2 separate regions of the Triticum aestivum genome follow, and region 1 is linked to region 2. The links are chromatin contacts, called in public Hi-C maps. All regions are on one chromosome and are shown on one strand. Each heading gives the region's core, a stretch centred on a gene start, on an enhancer-like site or on the middle of the called end of the contact. The rest is flanking DNA. Distances are from core to core; before and after follow the strand shown. Region 1 has its middle 100 kb from the start of LOC123051561. Region 2 has its middle 60 kb from the start of LOC123051561.

Region 1 (3,752 bases), core at 335-2,834, 44 kb after region 2:
TGGGCCGAATACCCCCCGTCACGATGCACTGGCCCGTCGCGGGCCAGGATAGCTTTCAAATGACGCGCCCGATCCGCTGCGATCCCGATCCCCGGCATTACCGGCGTTGACGCCGCGGTCGCCGCCGACGCCGGTCCAGCCACCGCCCGGAGGCCATTCTTCCTCCTCTTAACCACGATCCAAGAATCCGGACGAATCATATCGAAGAGAGTAAGGTTTGGTAGACTTGGGGAGGGGGCCCTTCCACTGCCTGATCGCCGTCGCCGCCGTCCTCCGTTGAACGACACGCCGAACCATCTCCTTCTCCCCCGTGTGAAGCCCTGTCCTAGCCGGATCGTCCAGGGGCAGCACTTTGTCGACAGTCGCTGCCACTTCCTCCTCGTAGCCGGAATGAATTTTTTTGCAAATCAAGTCCGATGGCGTCGGCGACGGTGGAGACTCCGGCAAGAGCTCATCCGCCTCCCCGTCCGCTTCATCCTCATCGACGTCAGCGAGAGCCCAGAATCGGCCCCCGACTCGCCGCCGACCGCTACGGGAGGGGGCCGGAATGCGTGCATGGGCGGCGCTCGCCCCTACGGTCACCCCCGCGGTCGCCTCCCCCATCGACTCCCAAAGAAGAATCGCAGGACTGGTTTCAATTGCCCAAGCACCTGCAGCGTGCAGAAGTTTCCCGGAAAATCCTCAACTCTTTCTCTGAAACACTGCACCTATCCAGGCATCGATGTGATCTGAGGTCAGCCGTCGATCAGCAAGCACGATTTGGCTCTGTCCATAAGATTATTTTGACTGACAAAATTGAGATCACGTTCTCATTGAGAAAAACGAGCAAGAGAACAAGAGCAGCAGGTGCTCTGATCCTTGCCTGCGTGGTCCGTTTGATTTCGTCAAAAACTGTTTAAGCCAGTTATAATTACGAGCTTTCGACGATTTAGCTCACCAGAAATGCATTTCCTTGACAAGACGTCTGATTTGTGAATTTGTGTGATGGTGAGAGCCGGTGCAAGCGTCAGTCTCACGGGACACACCGGCCGGGGTACAGGTGTCAAGCTGCTATAGGGTCGGGCCCACGGTATCGGAATCGGCTTGCCGAGGCTCGCCACGTGACCCTGCGTGGGCCCACGGAGTTCTTGGCCAAGCAGAGGTCGTACTCGTACGTATGATGTGGCTAGCATTTGCTCTCCTTGCTTGCAGCTTGCAGCCATGGCCGAAGGCGGCAGGGCATCTGCACCGCACATGACATGATGGGGTACCGGTCCGAGAGAGCTCTTGGACAGCTACAATTCGAGCGTTTGTCTGCGTCATGTATAGGGTGTACACCATTGTTTAATTTCCCCTTGCACTTGCACTAAACTATTGAATACAGATACATCAGGAAATGAGCGATAGCAAAGTTGGCCATTCGACAAGAGAATGTGCGCCGTGTTTATTCCCTTGGGAAAGGTACCATGGAATTTGAAAGACACCGACGACACGGCTGCCCCGCGCAGGGGACAACCGAGCGTGCGATCGCGGCCGCGGCCTCTGTCTTCTAGAGCGTCGTGGTGTGGCGGACCCCGTGCCCGAAAGGGACGCGGACGGAGGGAAGCAGCGCTGCCAAGAAGACGTAGCATTCCACCGGCGACGAGCGAGCTAGCGCACGAGGGAGACGTACACTTAGTAACAAACGGCCTAGCCCCATCACGCGGGCGGTAGTGCCCATGCCCCAGCCTCGGACGGTCCCGCAAAAAAAAAAGTAATAATTCTCAGTTACACCGAAGAATAGTACACAAGGAGAATGTTCAACGGGATTGCTAAATGTCGACTAAGACTTAACTAAGTTTCAGTCAATGGTATATTCGTGGAATCTTACGTGAAGATCCTGTGTTAAAACGCTTGTTCCTCATTGGCGGAAGAAGTTAGAGGTTGAGCAAAAGAATGCACGAACGAACTACTGTGCTGTTAGCGGCTAGCGTGGGTTTGCCGTAACTGGATGTGCGAGTCCCATTCACCTAGGAGACAGAGAATCCAGCTGTGGCTGATTGGACGGTGAAATTAGCTCGCGGTGACCACGACGGAGGATGGTCCCTCTCTCCATAGGTTCATTTTCGGACAACAGCGTCACTCTTAACTTGATCTAGTATATCTTTCATGCTGTGGAACCGCCCGTGGAGGAAGGATCAAATATGCGGTGCATCGCGCACGTACGCCCTTGTTCATCCATTTGCAAGCGGAAAAACCTCAGCTAATCTATTTTCGGAACACAAGCAAAAGGTACCTGGAAATTGGATATATATATATATATATATATATATATATATATATATATATATATATATATATACCGGACAAGTATGCAATTGCATGCAGTGTCCGATCGTTAACTACTACAGCACCCAGGCATGCAGGCCATGTACTAGCATGCTACGCAAACCTCGCGGGCTCGATGTTTCCAATCATGCCTCGCATGCATGCTCACACATAATTTCTCTTATTATTACGGAGACAGGAAGAACGTCTCGTGTACAATGACACACCGGATGAACAATCAATGCCGGGCATGTGGCATGTGCATCTCCATCGCGGCCTGATAATCAGCATGAAATCATGGACACTAGGCGTGGCGGCTTTGGCGACCGGATCAACGAAACGTACAAGAAATTGAAGTCGAGGCTACGCGGCGGATTAGGGCATCATGACCATTGACACCTTGGCACTTTACTCTGGCAGCCACCGGCTGGACGACAGGTGTAGGGTACCATCAAGATTCAAGAACACGGCCATGTTGCATCCATGCGAGTGTTTTAGTTTCATTGGTTCTCCAAAAGCAACCCTCTGGGTCAGAAGAAGAAACCAAGCCTGGATTCTACCCCTTCCCTCGCGTCGCCCCTCTCGGGCGGCTCGAGGGCGACAACCCTAGCCCTCGCTCACCGCCTCCCCTTTCCTCTCCTCCCTCCTTGCTGCCGCCAGAGGCATCCGCCGGGCAAGCCCGGGGCGTCGCCAAGGAAGGTGGCGGCGGGGCCTCTGCTACTCCATTTCTCCAGCGGGGGGCGTCAGAATCCAGGGCGGCGGCCTCGTTCGGTGAGGCGCCACCGTCTCCTCGGCTGGTGGTGGCGCGGGTGTGGTCCGGTGGACTTGGCTGCGCGGGCAGCAAGCTCTCCGGCGGATGAGATCCGCGGAGCCGGCGGTGGGGCTTCTGGCCTCTTGCGGCTCCAAATCTGGCTGCCCCTTCCCCCTTCTACTGCCCTGCGTGCTCCACCCCTTCAGATCTGGACCGGGTGGACATGGTTCTCCGGTGCCTGGAGCTGGATGCGGTGTTGGTGGTGTGGAGCCTTGACCGGGAGAAATCCATGGCGGCGATGTCCATGGACGCTGCTCCCCTTCTTGGAGGCGCCATTCAGGTCTTTTGCTCCATCCCCCCCCCCCTAGCCTCCCAGGTGAAAACTCGAACTTTGTTGGGCGGCGACGGTGCTCTTGGCGCCGTTTGCTTCTTGAAGTCGTCGCCTTGGATGCTTTTTGGACTGTGGGCACTGCGGTGTGGTTGTTGTCGGGCGGCGGCGACAGCGTGTCCCCAGTGGCAACGGCGGCAGCTTTGCAGGTCCGGCAGTGTTCGGGTTTCTTCTGGTGCTCTCTGTTCAACTGGTGTCAGTTTGGTCCGGCGGCTTCTGGCCAGGAGGGGATCGGGTTCCCCTCCTCCGACGGCTACAGCAGTGCGAGTTGTGAGAGCCGGAGCGTCATTCCTCGACCTTGGTCCTGCCTCCTCGTTGCTCCTTCCT
Region 2 (4,232 bases), core at 1,604-4,103:
TGAGGGAAATTCAACCAATTTGAAAAAGTTCAACCATTTTGAAAAAGTTTCATCCATTTTGAAGAAAGTTCAACGAATATGAAAAAAGTTCATCGATTTCTAAAAAAGTTCGCTGATTATTTCTTTTAAAAAATTGTCAACTTTTAACGGAATTCATACATTTGAAAAAAAATCGCTGTTGAAAAAAAGGGTTCATGGATGTGAAAAGTAGTTCATCTATTTAAAAAAATCATCGATTTTGAAAAAAGAGTTCATGAAATTGGAAAAAGTTTGCGCATTTAGCAAAAGGAACAAAAGTTAGAAAAAGAAATTAAAAAACCAAAAAAATAGGTCGAAAAGAGCAAAAAGGAACAAGAAATAAGAAGTAAGAAACGAAAAAAGTAAAAAGAAATAAGAAGTCACGGGTTTGATTCCCACGTGGGCAGTTTTTTTAGCATTTTAAAAAAAGAAAAAAAATTGATGGGCCAGCCCAGCTCGCAGGAGGGGGTGTACACCCGTTTGCTAAATGCACTATAACGGGTGCCTGAAGCGCCAATTAGGAAATGCCTAAGTTCATAGCAGGTGCACTCGGGAGACATAGCATTTTACGTTCTTATAAGTTAGTTCTTTATTTTTTGAGCTTACATTATTAAGGTGCTTATTGTTCATCGAAAACACGTACAACAAAAGCCATATGTCGGAAAATGGGCTTACAATCTTTAACTTGCCTGGACCAAATTAAGGCCAGAAGTATTAGATTACTTGGTCCTCTTGATCAGCGGGCAAACCCTAACAGCACCATCCATCCAGTTTCCGCCCCCTAAAAAAATCCATAGAGTTTCCAATTCTAAAAAATGTTTCAGTATGTGTCCATAATTCCATGTGGCTATTTTCTTTGAAATGTGGCTAGATCACTAGAGCAGGGATCTAAACACTCTTATATTTCTTTACGGAAGGAGTAGTACATTACTTCTGTAGCATGGGAGCATGGCTGTGGATGTGAAGAGCCGGTGCTGACCTAAACGACAGCCATATTTGCAGCCAAAGACGATGAAGGCAACAGCCGCAAAACCATGCTCCTTAATAAAAACAGGGTAGGAGACACGATTTGACTCTATGTTTGCTGACCTGCTCGCCTCACCTGTTTTAATTTAGTAGACGCAATTATGTGTATAATTTTTACGCGATTATGCTTCTAGATTGTCTAAAGAAATCTTATCAAATGGCAAATACTTATCTTTTGATGAAGAGAATCTTCTACGTGTATGGCGAGAAGTTAGGCATCCTTAAACAAATCTATTATGGGACCCAATTGTTTAAGTCGTTGGACGAAACAATTGGCCACCAAAGCTGCCAAGTTTTCTTGGGGACAAACCGGCAAACTCTCGCTGAATCGAAGTGCACCAGACAGTTTGTATATTCTTGTCTTGCATATTGCAGCATGCAAGTGATGATTTGGTGTTGGAATATACTAGTAGGAGCCTGCTCCAGTTGAGACTAGCTGCTTCAGAGGGCAAAGCAGGATTAAACAACAGCAATTATGGAGTTAGTAGTCCATCATACTCAGCATAAGAGAGATGGTTGTTTTGGTAGCACTTAAATTCCTTTTGGCTTTCCTTTTCTTAATCACAATCAATCAGCATGTGGCAGCAACTCGTGAGTTTGGAGAATTACTTGTCTTTGTTTAGTTTTTTTTTTTTTGACTGAATCTTTGTTTAGTTTGAGGAGCATAGCAAATTGCTTGCTTCAGGTGAAAGCACCAGGAAAGGACAGTATATTAGGAAAGCACCAGGACCCATGTGCCTTTGGCCGGTGGGTAACAATCTTAGGAGCACTTCTTCTCTAACTTTGAACTGTTCTTATTTTTATTTCCGAAGGGCCAATTCGCAGTGCTATCCCCTGCTCTCCAAGGCAATTTTTCTGTTCTCATTTTATTTCCACTTACTAGAATATGCATATACGCTGCATTTTCAGGATTCTGCAGTGATGTAAGCATAGATATGCTGATGCTGATAGAACATTATACAATTTAGGTTTCCTACAATGCTTGGCTGTACCTCATTTGTGGTTACAAATCAACAACACTGCTTCACTGTATATAGCCTCCGGAACGCGACACCATTGGAGCAAAGGCTTTTCTACACCATAGTGAAAGCTCAGCGCATGTCTGTATTAGGCCTGAACTATAAAGTAGAACAGATATTTCCCAGCCAATTGTAATTTTCTGATCACCGATTCAGACAGGTAACCATTGAAAAAAGAAGTCCAACCTTGGCCAACAGGATTAGGACTGCCATTTGATTCCTCTGTCGCTAATGTATGTCTGGTTAGGTGAGTCCATTAGTCTAAGCTTTGGAAAATGACAGGGTCTCTCCCCCGCCGCTGGTTCTGCCCGTTTCATAATCTTATCATCTCGTGGTAGGGAATGGTTCAATCTCCCAAAGCCAGCAGTGTGCAGAAGTTTCATGGAAAAAGCCTGCACTTACTCTGAAACAGTGCACCTATCCAGGCATCGATCTGATCCGAGGTCACTGATCGATCAGCAAGCACGCCGTTGTTCTGTCCACAGACTATTTTGACCGGCAAAATAGTGATCACGTTCTCATTGAGGAAAACGAGCAAGAGAACAAGAGTAGCAATTAGGTGCTCCCTTACTGGCCTGCATATTCCTTTTGATTTTGTCAACAAAAAGTAAGCTAATTATATTTAAGAATTTGTGATGCTTAGTTCACCCGAAATGCATTTCCAGGCATGAGGTGTGATTCAGTACCGGTGTTATTTTGTGAATGTATGATGGTGAGCAGTGCAAGGGTCAGCCTCAGGGGACACCCAAGGGTACAGGTGTCAAGCTGCGATATGGGCCGGGCCCACGGTATTAGAACCAGCTTACCCAGCCTCGCCACGTCGCCCCGTGTGCGTCAGCCGAGTATCTGATCACGCAGTCAACCAGAGGTCGTCCGTATGACGTGGCCGGTGTTTGTTCTCCTTGCTCGCAAGCGACGACGGCTGGGCATCTCTGCACTCCACACGATGGATTATCGGTACAATTCGAGAGTTTGTCTGCGTCATGCAAGGGTGTATATTAAATCTTAGGCATCTTCAACAAAGACCTTCAAACCTCCCACTTCCGTCCGGACCCTTAAGCCATCCAATGGAGTTCCAAATCCATCCGCGGACCAGTTCGGACTTTCGTCTTACGTAAACTGGAACCAAACAAGAGGCTTCGCAAGAGTCCGGACGGCCACGTAGGATTCCGACACCCCTAGCCACCCAAAACTGACGCCGAAGCCCGCTCGTAATCACTCTTTCTCAAATCTCTCCTCTTCCATCCCCTGCTCTCCACCCCAATTCCCGCCCTTTTTCACTGTCGCTCCCGCATTAAGGACTCATATGAAAAGCTGTCGGAGACTGCGGTGGAGGATCTGGCAAAAGCTACCGCCTGCAAGATCAACTTGGCGACACGGCGAGATCGCTGGCTCTAACAAAAGGCAAAGGCGACACGGCTCAAAAAGAAGAAGGGCGACAGAGGTGGTGGTTGTGGTGCCAGCGGCGGTTCTGGTGCAGGGCGGGACCGCGGAGACTGGGCGCCGCCACCGTCGCCGTTCGTGCAGACGCCGCCCTGGCTGAAGCAATATAAGGCTCCCTACTTCTATGCCGCCCAACAGCTCGGTAGACAGTCCCAGTCATCCGCGCCTTACTATGTCGACATCAACAACGTGCCGCTGCTTTTCTCGGAGTCTGCATCGTCGCAACCTATTCGGTCACGGACGTCGGGGTGGAGCAACTCGGTGCCTGCACGCTGTTCGCCGATGTAACGCCACGGACACACCCGCCGGTGGTCGTTACTCCTGGCGGGATCTAGGACACACCCGCCGGTGGTCATTACTCCTGGCGGGATCTAGACTGGCCCCACAGATCAATACTAGTCTTTTCTGCGCACTTTGTCCTCACTCGTGCACACCCGAGAGCAACTTCCCGGTCAGTCACCCATCCTGAAATTACTCCAAGCTGAGCACGCTTAACTTTGGAGTTCTGTTTGAATGGGCTTCCGGAAAAGAAGGAATTCCTTATTGATATGAGTAGTCTATCACCCCTAATAAGTCAGGCTATCACAACCGACCTGTGTCAAGAGGGTGAGTCGGTGTACGACAACGTGGACACACATATGTTTGAGCGAGGACATTCAGGTGGATGAATCAGAGTCCATGCACCCAGGCACATACACCCTGTTGGGCACGTACACACAATCAGGC

The links. Hi-C and Micro-C count contacts between places; a contact is called where the count stands out from the background.
Region 1: a Hi-C map of leaf shows a contact between it and region 2, with 2.5 times the contacts expected there. The contact joins two enhancer-like sites. A contact is called at or near these places in 2 of 5 Hi-C or Micro-C datasets (both in leaf).

Annotation. Positions count from the first base shown.
Region 1 is chr2D:61,390,142-61,393,893 of IWGSC CS RefSeq v2.1, forward strand. No RefSeq gene overlaps it. Among protein-coding and RNA genes, the nearest start is that of LOC123051561, 100 kb to the left of the region's middle. Within about 2 kb of position 1,585, at least 4 of the 8 cell types and tissues checked have an H3K27ac peak or open chromatin away from gene starts, as enhancers often do. A contact at or near this core is called in leaf, where this site is marked.
Region 2 is chr2D:61,345,123-61,349,354 of IWGSC CS RefSeq v2.1, forward strand. No RefSeq gene overlaps it. Among protein-coding and RNA genes, the nearest start is that of LOC123051561, 60 kb to the left of the region's middle. Within about 2 kb of position 2,854, at least 1 of the 8 cell types and tissues checked has an H3K27ac peak or open chromatin away from gene starts, as enhancers often do. A contact at or near this core is called in leaf, where this site is marked.